Linked DNA regions of Zea mays: region 2 is linked to region 1. A link is a contact called in public Hi-C data. All regions are on one chromosome and are shown on one strand. Each heading gives the region's core, a stretch centred on a gene start, on an enhancer-like site or on the middle of the called end of the contact. The rest is flanking DNA. Distances are from core to core; before and after follow the strand shown.

Region 1 (6,441 bases), core at 2,354-4,853:
TGCTACTTTGCAAGTTTGAGTCATTGAGAATTGAGTGTGGCCTGAGTAGAGTTGCCTCCAGAGTGCATCATCACTAGTCGTACGTGGATTGACTTTTAAACCAACCTCAGTTGGGTTGATGGTTCCATTATGTTGTTTCCAAATTCCAGTTATGCCACATTAGGCCTTGTTCGGTTAATCCCGTTACCCATGAATTGGATAAGATTGGAAAAAAATTTAAAAAGGGTTTGACTTAGTTGAGATTTAAACCTATCCAATCCCACTCAATCCATGTGGATTGTGAGCTAACCGAACAAGACCTTAGTAGTGTTTGGATGGATGGATGAGAAACGATGAAGAGGGATGAGATGCGATCATTCCAACTTGACTCATGTTTGGTTTGGAAGTCTAGAGTAAGGGTCAAAAAATATTATTCAAAAATAGTGGATGAGGTCATCTCTCAAAAAATAAGGGACATGGTCAACTCATGGTTGATCCTGTCCCATCCCTCGTTGACACCGAACCAAACACATCCAACATTTGATCCATGGCTAGGTCAACGGTCAACCTTAGCATAATGCCTAGTTTCAGTTTTTATGTTTCAAATAAGCTCACCGCATTTAATTTTGTGGCATAGTAAGGCTTCTAATACTGCTCAGCTGTTCTGCAGCCGTAGTTACTGCAACTGTTCAGACTGCTACAGTTACGATCTATAGAGACAAAATACTGTAGAAGCCACGGTTGAATTAAATACACAACAAGCCATTATTTCAACTACACTCGTTGCATTGATTTTTTCACGCTCTATTAAACGAGAATATGGAATTTTTGTACCGAGAGCGGCCTTTTACTCATGCACCGGCGGGAACCATGTTCAAAGTCCATCGTGGTGCGGAGTCCCTGTACCAAAGATTTGGGTGCCTGCACGTTATCATTGCCAGCCATACGATCGGATTCGTATCTTTCGTGTGAGCCCTACCGCCCTCCCCAGCCCTTACCTTTAAGCAGTGGTTGGCGCATCGCTGCTTCCAATGGAGAAGAACACTGCATGGCGCACCTCATTGCTTGTTCAAGTTACCTTCGCTACCGGAACGAACACGCACACGATTCAGAAAGTCACCAAAGACACCAGCACTGTATACACAATCTACTGTAGCAGCTGGTACAACCGACGACGACCTACACCACCACTACACCTCTAGACACACTGTATATATAGATGTGTGTATATATCGAAAGCTTTATAATCTAGAAAAGACAAAACATCTAATAATTTGGAAAAATTTGCACCGGCTTACAACTCCTGCGCCCAAGCCACCGGATGAGTCGTCGATCGATGGGCTTAGGTTTCTTTCATTCATGCAGCGAGCTGCTGCTGGGCGCTGCATCCGGCCCCGGCGTCATCCTCGGACAGGCAGCAGTGCTGCAGCCTGAGTGGCGCGGGGGCAGCCTCCGCGCACAGTAGCTCCGACCGCAGCACGGCGCAGTAGTCGCCGAACGTCTCCGGCGCCACGTTGAGGTCGAAGCCGACGCCGAACAGGAAGTCCACCTCCAGGTAGTTCATCTCCACCAGGCTGATGCCCCCGACCTTGGCGAAGTAGGCGTTGTTGTAGCATCTGCGCGCACAGATACAAGATCAATCCACTCGCAGATCAGCTCTAGCCAGTTTGACTCTATCTTTCAGTACTAAGCTAGTGCTCAACGCCTGTAACTTCTTCTCGCCAATGATTGACGGCAAAATTACAGTAGAAGTTTCAGAACAATCATGCAACCGAACAAAGAGCGCGACCAACAAAGTTTTACCAAACAGGCCACCGAACGGAGCCTTTTTAAAGAATGGCAAGTTGCCCAATAAGCAAAGACTAAAGCAGAAAGCAACAAGAAGAGACTAGAGGTGTGGATGCTCCTGGGACCCTGCAGGCATGAGGAAGAAGTGAAGTGACAAGTGAGCAAGGGGGCAAACATCAGCAGCAGGCCAGCAGCAGATGGCCGGGCAAGTTGGCAGTCCCAATCCCCTACAACTGGCGCCAGAATTAAATTCCAAGCCGCACAGAGGTGACGGGGCCGGGAAGGGGTGGAATTCTAGTTTATGTCTTCGGGTCCACGGTGGATGTGCGTGGTTGGATGCACGCAAGCAACTGAGGAACAGCCGGGTCGCTTCGCTGGACAGGCTTAACTTTGTCGTCCGTGGACGATACCCGCCTTTGTTTGCAAGGCCGACAGAATTGAAGGCTTGGATTTACCCAATGAAAGGCCAAGCTTCACATAGCACAGTTGAACTGTCCAAGTGAGAGCCCAGCCTAGCCGCGGCCTACTACTACTGCTACAACAACCTTACCTTCTATCATCATTAGCGCGGTAGTGTATGTTTGCATCGATGATTGCCGCCAAAATTCTGAACTGATGAGTGTTTGGCACACTTTTCTTATGCCACTAGGACACGCTTCTGTACATGACACTGTAACACCCACCGACACTTGGACGCGTGATAATGTCATCAAAAGTTTGTTTTTTTTGTTGTTCACGTTTATCAGAAGCAACTTCACTGAACAATTGGATAGAAACGGGACGCGATTCTGGAGACTCCAGGCCTTCCAGGAGTAGGAAATGATGCTAGAGTTACTTGGACGGCACTCCTAAACTATTCCTGGCTGCCTAGCAGAATTCTGAAACTTGGGAGCTGAGAGAACAGGGGAGCAGCAAAAAGATGCCTACGTAAAGTTGTACTAATAGTCTAGTACTAATAGAGCACTTTGTCACAGCTACTCTTTGCACAAGAATCCAAAGCATTTGAATTTTTCCATGGTAGATAAATCTTAATACCAAAGAAGAGAAAATCAGGTGGTCCAATTGTTTTTTCTCCCGAGCAATTGACCATCACGGTGTTTGAATCCAGGAGTTCTACGAATAGCACATGGACAGTTCAGAATCAAGAACATCTGAACATACCAAGAACAGAGTGAACCGCACCAAGCTACTTGACCTACGTGCTCCCAGTTATAGACCGACAAATAAATACCTAATGGGGAAAGACGATCATGTGCAGCTGCGCCGCAAATTCAGCAGGACAGTTGGTTCGTTTGATCGCGATACCCCACAGGGCATAGGCATGGAGAGAGAGGGATCGGAGGACTCACATGTCGTCCATGAACTTGACGGCGGCGAGCACGGCGGTAATGAGGAGGCGGTGCACGCTGTAGGAGTCGACGGCGAGCGCCAGGAGGCGGCCGCGGCGCAGGAGGCGGTCCAGGTAGACGTAGGCCACGACGTAGCACGCGGGGCTGCACCCAGCGAACCGCGCGATGCGCGCCATGTAGGCGCGCACCGAGATGCCCGGCTTCGTCGTCGCCCGGAACGCCGACGCCGGGGCTACGGCCGAGACCTCCGCGGCCGCCGCCGCGTCGTTGCGGTTCGCGACGCGCTCCAGGATGCCGGCGAGGGCGGCCACGACGCGGGGCATGTCCTCCTCGGCGCCGCCGCTCTCCACCAGCTCCTCGCACTCGGCCATGGAGATGGAGGTCGCCGGGCTCCCTGGGCCCTGCCCTATGGTGTGGCGCACGTGTCGACCTCCGGGGCTGGTGGAGAACAGGTGGGGGAGAGTTTATCAGAACCTCTCTTATAGAATAGAACGGAGGATAAGGCCATGTTCAAATCTCGCGAGATAAACTTTAGCAGCTTTTTTTAGCTACTTTTAGCTATTTATAATCTAAACAGGAGAGCTAATGGTTGTAATTTAAGCTAAATTTTAGCAATTCAATTCATATAGCTAAAGTTTAGCAGGAAGCTAAAGTTTATCCCGTGAGATTGAAACAGGGCCTAACTTGTGGAGTTGTGGTTATTAGGTTTTCGTTGATTTTCTTTCGTGCTGATTTACGAGATTTTAACAACCTCTCTTATTTAACGGAGGACTACACATGCGGTTAGTTTGGTTTCGTTGATTTTCTTTCGTGCTGGTTTAGGAAAATTTAACCTGAACTTACAAATCACTAGTTTGGCATCTTCGGTGCTAACTGATAAATTAAGCTAGCTACCGAAAGCCTAAGATTATCTCACGCAATTAAAATCTGTATTGAGTAATCTTCAGTAATTATATCTTGACTAGGTAAATGCCCGTGCGTTGCTACGGAATGAACATGTTATGATAAGATATATTAACCTCACTCCACTCCGAGCACCAGCAGATTCAGGCTTTGGCTGACCCAAAATTCGGCGAACCGGGAGCACAAAACCTTCACCAGCAATTTGCTTGACGCCAGGCGACTTGCAACTGCTATTGCTAGCTAGTAGCCATCCGCTACCACGGCAGTACTCCTACAAGGGCGGCGAAAAGAATAGCAAAAGTTGGACGCAACACAAGCTCAGCAGCACAACTAAGGCCCGCCAGGGAGTGCTCTCTCTTCTCTGTGCTCTTCTCTCTTCTCTGCGCTGGGATGCAGTCGCACCTGTGAGTGCTCAGTGCTCTGGTCTGGTCCCAGCAAGTAGCCCCCGCCGCATCTCACCTTATCACTTTTCCCTCCTCCTACGTCCGTCTCTCTGGCTTTTGTTCGCTTGCCTAGGAGTATTTTTCTTTCTTTTAGATGCCATGTCTGATGTATGCAGCCACGCCACTTCGCAACTACAACTGACAGAGCTTACACCATTCTACTACGGTTTAGTTTAATCACCTGTATCATCATCACAACAGTGAGAGATCCATCCATGCCACAAACGAGCATAGAAGAGAGCTGGAGTGTGCCTTTTCATCACCTTCTTGACGCTGACAGCAGCTACTAATAAACGACTACTAATTAACTACTACTACTACTACTATTTATGCCTACTATTCACTCACACTTACTATCATATACTTATCATAGGCCTAAGAGCTAAAAAACAACCTGGACTTGTTTCTTCTCTGTTGATGTCTTCACTGTCCCCTCCTCCTTCCACTCTGAAGAAGATTACACCTCTCCAAAGGTATTTCTTTTTTCTTTGTCAAAGCTTCTCTACGCTCAGTTGATGGGGTCGGCCATCATGTAGCCATATTAGTAGTTCCCTGCGCACAACAGCCCGTCAACACACAGATTATGACCATCATGATTCAGGATCTATGCTGGCATATACATGCATCATGGTCATGGGAGCAGCAGCTAGCTTATTATTAATGGTTACAACACTATCAGAAAGACAGGCACAAGGAGGGCTCTTGTTGACACTTACTCCCATATTAGAGGAATGGAGGGCCCCCTCCCCCTTTTTTTGCTCTGTGCACCTCACACATCACAGCCCAATGGCTTCATGCCCAGGAGAAAACCTGGACAAATTCTGAACATTTGTAACAACAAAAAAAACAATAGTCTTTGATTTCTTTTGCTCACCCCACATGAATTGCTTGCAATAAGAGAAACAACACGCAGGAAAGATTTAAGCTAGCTGCTGAGAACGTTTACCTGGGCACCTGAAAGTAGGAGCTGTAGGGGCAGGTCGAGGGTGGTGGAAGACGTGGGTGCAACGGGACGATTAATCCACACGGCGAGGGCTGCTCCTGCTACCGTTCCGAGCGGCTGCAGCGGTGACAGCATCAGCGTATGAGGCCTCCTCCTTGGTGGGGGACACGAAGGGGCTGTTAGGCAAGACGAGCTCCACCTCCACCACACCATAGCTGCTGCAGTTCAAACGAGCAAAGAAAGAAACACGTCAGCCAATCCTGGACCGAAAAAAGATCAAGGAGATGGCAACTTGCACCAAGATACTGCTTAACAATGGCCAAGTATCTTTTCTCTGTTCCCCTACCAAATTCCCTTTGACAGTGCACTCCTTTTCCCACCCCTTTTGTTGCTTTCAATCAGCACCGCCTATGATATGATCGGCGCAGCCTATACACCTCCCTTTTTACAAATTGCTTTTTAGAGGCATATTAGCTCGTGTGGCAGAGAATAAACAGAGCATGTAGGCAAAAGGTGTGCTTTCATTCCAATCACAGTTTGGCACCCATCTTTGTCAAACAAACTATATATATATATATATAGGCCGCCTGTTTGGTTTGCTGAGTAACTTGTCATATTTTGTCTAACTTTTTAGTTATTCAATTCGAGAGACTAAGCAAAGTGTGGCACAGTTAGAGGGCAATAACAGCCTAGGTAAAGCAGCAATTTGTTCTATACTAATACTCGCAGAAGCATCTCTCATCTCTAAGCAAGAAACCGTGGCATGCCAAAGAAAACGGAAGCCAAGGCAGCACTCTGCTTTGTTCCTCCATGCTGCCTCTTTTTTCCCCATTCCTTTCCCCCAAAAGAAAGAAATAGCCTAGTGCCCCAATTCTGTAAATATTTTAGTACTCCACAACAACAACGATCCTACCTTTCTTGGAATCCACAAGCAGCATTGGGCGTCGCTGTCACAGGACCAGATTCCACCATCTCCTCTTCCCCAGGGTTGACTGCCTGCTTGGGACTGCTGCTGCTGCCATCACAGCCACCACCG
Region 2 (7,154 bases), core at 2,566-5,065, 180 kb after region 1:
CTCAATCCTCTGAATATCTTCAATTAACAGCTCCCTTTCTAGCTGACGCCGTGTAGACTTCATGACCGTCTGCAGTTTTAATAATACAGTGAAGTGAGCAAGAGTTCCCAAGACCCAATGCCTGGGCTCTTCAATTATCTATGGATCTTTCGTAAGGTCAAGAAAGGAGAAGTTGTTATATGGAATTTTTTGAGATTTAGAGCAAAAAGAACATACGTTGAAGTCCATGTAAGTAGCATGCATGTCAAGCCATTGCTGATCCATCAGCTTGAAGGTTATGCAGTAGAGAATGTCAAAAGCTTGATCGTTTTCTGAACATCAGAAGTCGAAACATTGAATCAACATTTGGAAGTAATGTAACTAGATCCTTCAGCCAGCTCACATTTGTGTGTTTTCTACCTCTGAGAAGTACAAGTGTAAAACTAAAAGATAGCATTACTATATTATGTGGCCTTAAAGCAATGGAGTTAGCAAACTGGAACTTGTTTAAATTATGCATATTGATGAAACACCTTTCATTCATAGTCATCATCACAAGAAAACAACTTAAGGCCAAAGAAACTCTATGGTAAAAGGAATAGTTGGTACAAAAGAATCTAGTGATAAACAGTTCTAGTAGGTTATGGCGCCTGTTCCGAAATAGACTACTGCAATGAAGACTATACCTGAAAGAAGCTTTAGGAAAACTGCTCCGAACAATGACCTCGGTTTAACTGCACAGGACATCGAGATTAGGGTCAATTTAAAGTGAACCAATAGTCAAAAACTTAGCTTATGATTTGGAGGAACTATTGCTTGACAAACCTGATTGGAGATCAAGCATTTGAATGAGCATGAAGGTTATATTTACACCAGCGACAGCAAATGGATACTCCCAGATTGCACGGTCACCATTCTGCTTGCGAAGGAGTTCCTGGAAAGATTTCTGCAGAAAAGTATGTTAAACCAATTTGTGGCAGGTATGAATAACTATGTGAGTTAACAGTTAAGTACCACAATGACAGCGAAAGAGCCTCTAGCTAAGTTGGTTGGGTGGTTTGAGTAGCACTCCTCGGGTCCTAGGTTCAACTCTCCGTGAATTTCAGGCCGTAGTTAAAAAAAATCCTCTCGTCTGTCCTAGGACAAAGTACAGGTCTAAAGGTCTGGTCCCAGTCGTGGTCGTTTCTCACATGGGCTACAGTGCCACTGTGTATGGGTGGGACAGTGGTTCGAAGGTTCTCGACCTGAGTGAGAAGGTTTTCTTCTTACCATAATGTCCGGAGGTTGTCTTACCCCCGCAGGTCGAATTTTTATTTTTTAGTATCACAATGCCATATCATCATGAACATTTCAGTTTTAAATAAATCACATGTGTAACCATATTGTTCAATATCCTATTTTGTTAGATGTGTTTTGCATGTTTTTCAGTCTAGCCCACAACATGTACTGTGGAACTTTTTTCTTTTCCCTTTTCGCACGGATTAACAAGGAAATATTAGACATTTAGAACATAAAATAGCAGCATATGCCACATCTTATTATAACCCTGCAAATGATTATGTTCAGCAAGCCATCTAGGTCCTGTTTGCTATGCTCCAAACAGAAGTGCTGAAGGCTCGAGTACATCAGAGCCTCAAGTCTTTAAGGCCACATAAAATCATTATACAAAAGCATGTGACAAAAGCAAAATATTGCTAAAAACAAGGATTTGCACTCACTGGATAGTTCCTAGCGAAGTACAATAGATTCTCCAAGGAGATGAAGCCTCCACCTCTGTAATGCCAACACAACAAAGGATCACCTATCTCTACTCTCTAGGTTAACTAAGGTTACTACTGAGAAAACGGGGTAACTGATAGCAGCTGGGACAGAGGAGAAAATGTAATACCTAAAATCTGTAGATGGGTCTTTCCCTTGCCAACCCATCTCTTTCCATTGTTCTGATATTAGCCCCCGAAGCTCGGTGCCAGGAAAAGAAGCACACCAAAGGGACTGTAGTGCTTCCTAAAAGAAAGAAAGATGAGATAACAGGTTAAGTAACTAGCTATGCTTTCTCAAATGTCATCAGAAAGGATAAATGAGCAGAACCAGAACATGAAAAAGATGATCTGGATTGAGATGTATAATTGTAACTCGAGCAGGTTAAGTGTTAACTCATAAGGACAAGGAGCAACATAACAACTGAAGTCCTTGCAAAAAAAAGACCATCTATGTGTTGTGAAAGTAACAGCATGTACTCCATATCATTTTGCTCAGATCTACAGGCCTGCTAGATTTTTCAATTGAATATCCAATATATGAGGTTATCCTTTTGTGCTGAATATTTTGATTAGAAAATTGTGGGAAAATAGCACGCACACAGTTCGTAATAGTGCATGGAATTTCACAAGTAACACGAGATGAACCTCATGAGGACAGTTTAGCGTCAATAGGAACCTAAGAAGTACAAGTACCTGATGCTCTCTGTTTGCACTATCATACTGAACTTCTATACGGTTTTGTAACCTCTGTAGGCATTCTTCCTGAAACACGCTAGAGAGAATATGTTAACTGTGGATAAAATCAATATCCTGCAGTGTACAGCTAAACCCAAATTAATCAAATCAATAAACAAATTACTTCAGTTAAAAAGGCACTGAAGTGAATTAACAGAGTCAGAGCAATTTTTACGCAGGTGCTGCAGAAGCAGAAGCAATGCGATATTCAGAGGAGAGTCTGAAGTTTAGGATAAATTTGGGGGGGGGGGGGGGGGGGGGGGGGGCTAAACAGTGAGGTATCTCAAATTTCGTTGATAAACAAATTACTTCAGTTAAAAAGGCACTGAAGTGAATTAACAGAGTCAGAGCAATTTTGACGCAGGTGGTGCAGAAGCAATGCGAGATCCAGAGGAGAGTCTGAAGTTTAGAATAAATTCGGGGGGGGGGGGGGGGGGGGGGGCTAAACAGTGAGGTGTCTCAAATTTCGTTGACATGATAATTCACCAAATTAATAAACAACTTACTCCAGTTAAAAAGGCACTGAAGTGAATTAACAGAGAGTCAGAGCAATTTTGACGCAGGTGGTGCAGAAGCAATGCGAGATTCAGAGTAGGGTCTGAAGCTGAGAATGAAATCAGGGGGGCTAAACAGTGAGATATTACAAATTTCATTGGCAGGGTCGAGAATCCGCAGAAGAACACTTGGCAATGAAATCGTAAAGAAATAGACGAATCTCACCTGCACAGGCGTCAAATCGAAGGAAAGGCGCGCATCGCTGTCCCTCCTCTGCGCGCAGACGCAGGAGAGCCCCCTCCCGATCCACGCCGTCGACCCCGTCACGACCTCCGCTGCAGCAACAGCGTAGGGACAGCACAGACCATAACCATAAGCATCGTCCCGTGGCGTGAGGCGGGAGCAACAACAGCCGCTATGTAAGAAAACAAACGAGGAACTATCCAAATCGGAGGCGAGGCGAGGCGAGGCACCCGAAGAGGAGTGGTGGAAGGCGGCGGCGCGGTCGGAGCCAGAGAGCCGGCGGACGGCGACGAAGGAGCCGGCGCTCCCGTCCATCCCTCTGGTAGAACAGCGACCCAGCTGGCCAGCTCTGGCCTCCCCACTTAACTTTGTTGGTGCCTAACTTTGTTCCCCGCTCCCTCTCTCCCAGCCTCTACGCGCGGGGGCTCATGGTGTCGTGCAGCCGGAGCTCCAACCGCGGGGGCACAAGGCGGGCGGGCAGATCCCGAGAAGGCAGGAGAGGAACGGGTAGAGGAGGGGGGCTATTGCTCGGCTTCGCGGCGGCCTTGCCTCGCCACTTCCGTCCGTTGGTTAGTTGGTTCGTTGGCGCTGGCTCCGCTTCGTCGTTCTGGTTGGGCGGCGCAGCGCTGCTCAGGCCTCAGGACAATGCTGGTGTGTGCTGGACGGTGCAGTGCTCCTGCCGCTGCTGCTTTGGATAAATCAATCAATATAGGGAAATGCTTCCGGCTTTGCCTTTGCTTGCTCGGTTCGCTTTTCTTCTCTCCTTTTTATTTTTTCCCCCGAGGCCTTTTCTCTTTACTATATTTTAATTAAACTATACCCTCCCATTTTATTCCTTTAATTTGGGGGGGGGGCATATATTCTCTTTCGCCTGCCCTTAATTCCTCCAAATTCAATATTTACGGATTTAACGATATGTACTATAAAAATCCTAATATACTTTTTTACTTGTTTCTGGTAGAATTAAGGCGGTTTGCCTTAGCAAAACTAAAATTTTCATTTTTATTGGACGTTCCGGTAATCTAGGTTGTAGGAGTGGATCGGCATGTTTGGAGGAGTAGGTCAGCGTGTTTTCGTGTTAATGTAGGTCACTGAGGGAGGCATCACGGGTTCCAGCCTAGCTCCATGAAATTTAAAGCTGAAACTATCGAGTATATTAAAAAGAATCGGCTCTCAATAACCGTGTTATAACTTTGGACTGGGCACAAATATATATAATAACTACTTTTGTTTTGTTTTAGAACTATATAGACTTATACAGTACAAGTCTCGGCGCTACACATACTCCTGCTGCCGTCAAGTTCTTTTTTTTAGAGGCATGCAGGCGGCTCGATTTTATTTTCAGCACGCATGCATTGTCTAACCCAATTATGGAGAACATTTTCGTTGGTGGGTAATCTGTTTCTGTTGAACCACCCGAGAGCGTCATGAAAGATCAAGGGAAGCAGACTGTACTGTCGGATCGCTTGAGCTGTCATTTTCTGGAGTTGCCGATGGCTTTTCTTTCTTTTTTCTTCTCTTAGGGCATGTTCCAACGAATCTTAAGCAAATTGCTTGTCTAATTTATATACTCCAGCTTTATCAGCTAGAACGAATTTGGAGGAATTCTGGATAAACGAACAGGCCCGCTCTACCACGCACCGTTGAGGCAGCACGACGGTGTGGTCCAGCATGCGATGCAACTACCACTACCAGTTCAACACCCGTCCCTCAGTGGACCTGTAGGACCTAATCCCACCCACTTTGTTTTCTTCAAAAGGCAGCGAATTCGTCGTCACGCTAATCATTTGATGTGCGACAGTTGAGACTACGCTTAAAGCGCCCATCTCCTTTTTAAAAACTAGTACGGAGTATTTTTGCATTAATTCGTCGGCACATTTTTCATACTACACGCGAGCAGGTAGCGATCGAAAGACGAAGGCACGTAGTACACGCCCCAGCACGTACAGTGGTCAGAACTAACCACGTCTAAACCACCGAGATTATTGTCATTATGGAACACGACAGAGTTGGTTTCGACGAAATGGAGGCATAGGGAAGGGCTTCGACAATTTGAAGACGCAGAGGACGGCCAAGCGCTGATATGGACATAAAAATCCCATTAGTTGTTATGGACACTAATTAATCTCCCGCCGTGAGAATAAGTCTCCTCCGCTCGGCTGCCGTCTTCAGCGCCGTCATCCCCAGGGGGCCGCGGTGCCGGACTCGGACGGCGAGATGGCCGCGGACGGCGGCGAGCCAGGAGGTGGCGGGAGCACGAGCACGCGCGCTCCTCTCCCCGATCCCGATATGTGTGCCTGGCTGCTTGCAACCTCCGTGGGATGGAGGCGGCGCGGCAGCAGCAGGAGGAGTGCCCGTGCGGCGAGGCCGAGTCCGCCGACCAGTTCGAGCGGCTCCACGACGCAGTGTTGCTCGACGTCCTCAATCGCATCGGCGACGTCAAGGCGCTCGGCCGCTGCGCCCTCATCAAAACTCAGCTTGTTCCCATGGTTTGATTTGAGGATTGGATGGAAAGCAGAGTATGTGCTTCCTGAGATTCATGGGTAAGTCTGAATCAGCACTAACGCTACTTAAATAAATTACTTATAATTATTATAAGCATTCGAGCAAAGATCCTAGTTCCTGAGAACAATTTGAACTCACGAACACTATGATCGACATATTTGCTCTACACAGGGCTGTTGGCGCAGGAGAACCAGCCTTCAGTATGAACTATAGAAAGTTGCATGCATCGATAGATCGGGTCGAGGCTATAGTTACTCAGTCAGATCGGTATTGATCTCCCAGCGCGGAAAGGCAAGGGAGTTTCTTGATCAATAACAAACACGTTGAGTAGATCCCAGGGTTACAAGAAGCATTCTGAAGCTCCGTGCCTGATGTACAGCAAATAACAAACACGACCGTGTCCAGCTCCATGTGGCGGCGCGCGATGTCGGAGAGGAGGGCGCGGGCGCGCTGCGCGAGCTCGACGCCGTCGAGGAGCGCCGGGAGGTGGAGCAGGCGGCAGGAGGTGGCGGGCCATGGAGAGAGCGCGCGCCATCTGGGAGCTACCCGCTGCGGGGCCGGCCAGGGCGTTTCTCTTCGTCGCCCACGGCTGCCGCTGCCGCCCGGAGAACTTCTGGCCGCCGTCCCCGCGCTGCCCGGGGTGCGTCGGCCTGCCAGAGGACGTCGCCATCACGGACCGCGCGCTGCGGAGGCGGTTCGCCGTGCTGGCCGTTGCGAGCGCCGGGGAGTGCTAGTCGCCGGGGAAGGAGGTCGACGTCGCCAGGCGGGTGATCCGGTCCTGGGCCGCCAAGAACGGGCTCGAAGGCCTGCCGGTAGCCGCCCTCGGCGCTTCGTCCGCGGGTACTTCGTGTCCAGGCTGGCGGCCAAGATGAGCCTCGTCGCCGTCGTGATTATGATCGCCGAGGGCGCATTCGGCAGCTCAGCTGGCGCGCTTCCGGCGGCTTACCCGTCCGCACAGCGGCGTCCTTCATTCGGACGGGTATGGAGGAGAACGCGACGGGTATGGAGGAGACCTAGCCATGGAGAACTGACGGCGACGGCGCTGGGGACGGAACCTGGTTTCAACGAGACTAATACTGCTCTGAACCTGTTAATAGAATAGTCATGTCCATTTTAGAGTGTTGGCTATGCCCAGCTTTTCTATAACGGAGAAACCCCCGCCTGAGCCTCTATTTCGTCGAAACCGCACCCGTCCTGTTTCATAATGTCAAATCTCTCCTAAACCACCGGGATGCACCGCCGAGCAAAGCTCCCCAGCCGGGAAAAAGGCGTCTCGCTCGGCTCGGCTCGCCCTCGCCGCGTGTGGGGGATCACCGAATCACGGGCCGACACCGCCGCCCTGGGCTCCTGCTACCCCCACTTTCCACGGCAGCCGCTCCCATCGCGGGAGGCGGAAAACGATGGATCGGGCGGGGGGCGGGGGCGCCCACATGCGGT

What was found. Hi-C and Micro-C count contacts between places; a contact is called where the count stands out from the background.
Region 2: a Hi-C map of leaf shows a contact between it and region 1, with 5 times the contacts expected there. The contact joins the promoter of LOC100274345 here to the promoter of LOC103627539 in region 1. A contact is called at or near these places in 3 of 25 Hi-C or Micro-C datasets (ear, leaf and tassel).

Annotation. Positions count from the first base shown.
Region 1 is chr5:194,886,171-194,892,611 of Zm-B73-REFERENCE-NAM-5.0, forward strand. It overlaps LOC103627539 (cyclin-P4-1), which reads right to left and starts at 3,604. Exons shown (of 2, transcript XM_020538629.3): 1 at 3,117-3,604; 2 at 1,087-1,595. The coding sequence starts at 3,487. The coding sequence ends at 1,337. LOC109939851 reads right to left here. Exons shown (of 5, transcript XM_020538226.1): 2 at 6,319-6,441; 3 at 5,519-5,620; 4 at 5,409-5,474; 5 at 5,016-5,272. The coding sequence ends at 5,239.
Region 2 is chr5:195,066,830-195,073,983 of Zm-B73-REFERENCE-NAM-5.0, forward strand. LOC100274345 reads right to left here and starts at 3,816. Exons shown (of 9, transcript NM_001148705.1): 1 at 3,443-3,816; 2 at 3,195-3,304; 3 at 2,433-2,501; 4 at 1,868-1,983; 5 at 1,698-1,752; 6 at 805-925; 7 at 666-713; 8 at 217-311; 9 at 1-69. The coding sequence starts at 3,527. LOC103627492 reads left to right here and starts at 5,280. Exons shown (of 2, transcript XM_008647783.3): 1 at 5,280-5,755; 2 at 5,889-6,240. The coding sequence starts at 5,430. The coding sequence ends at 5,991.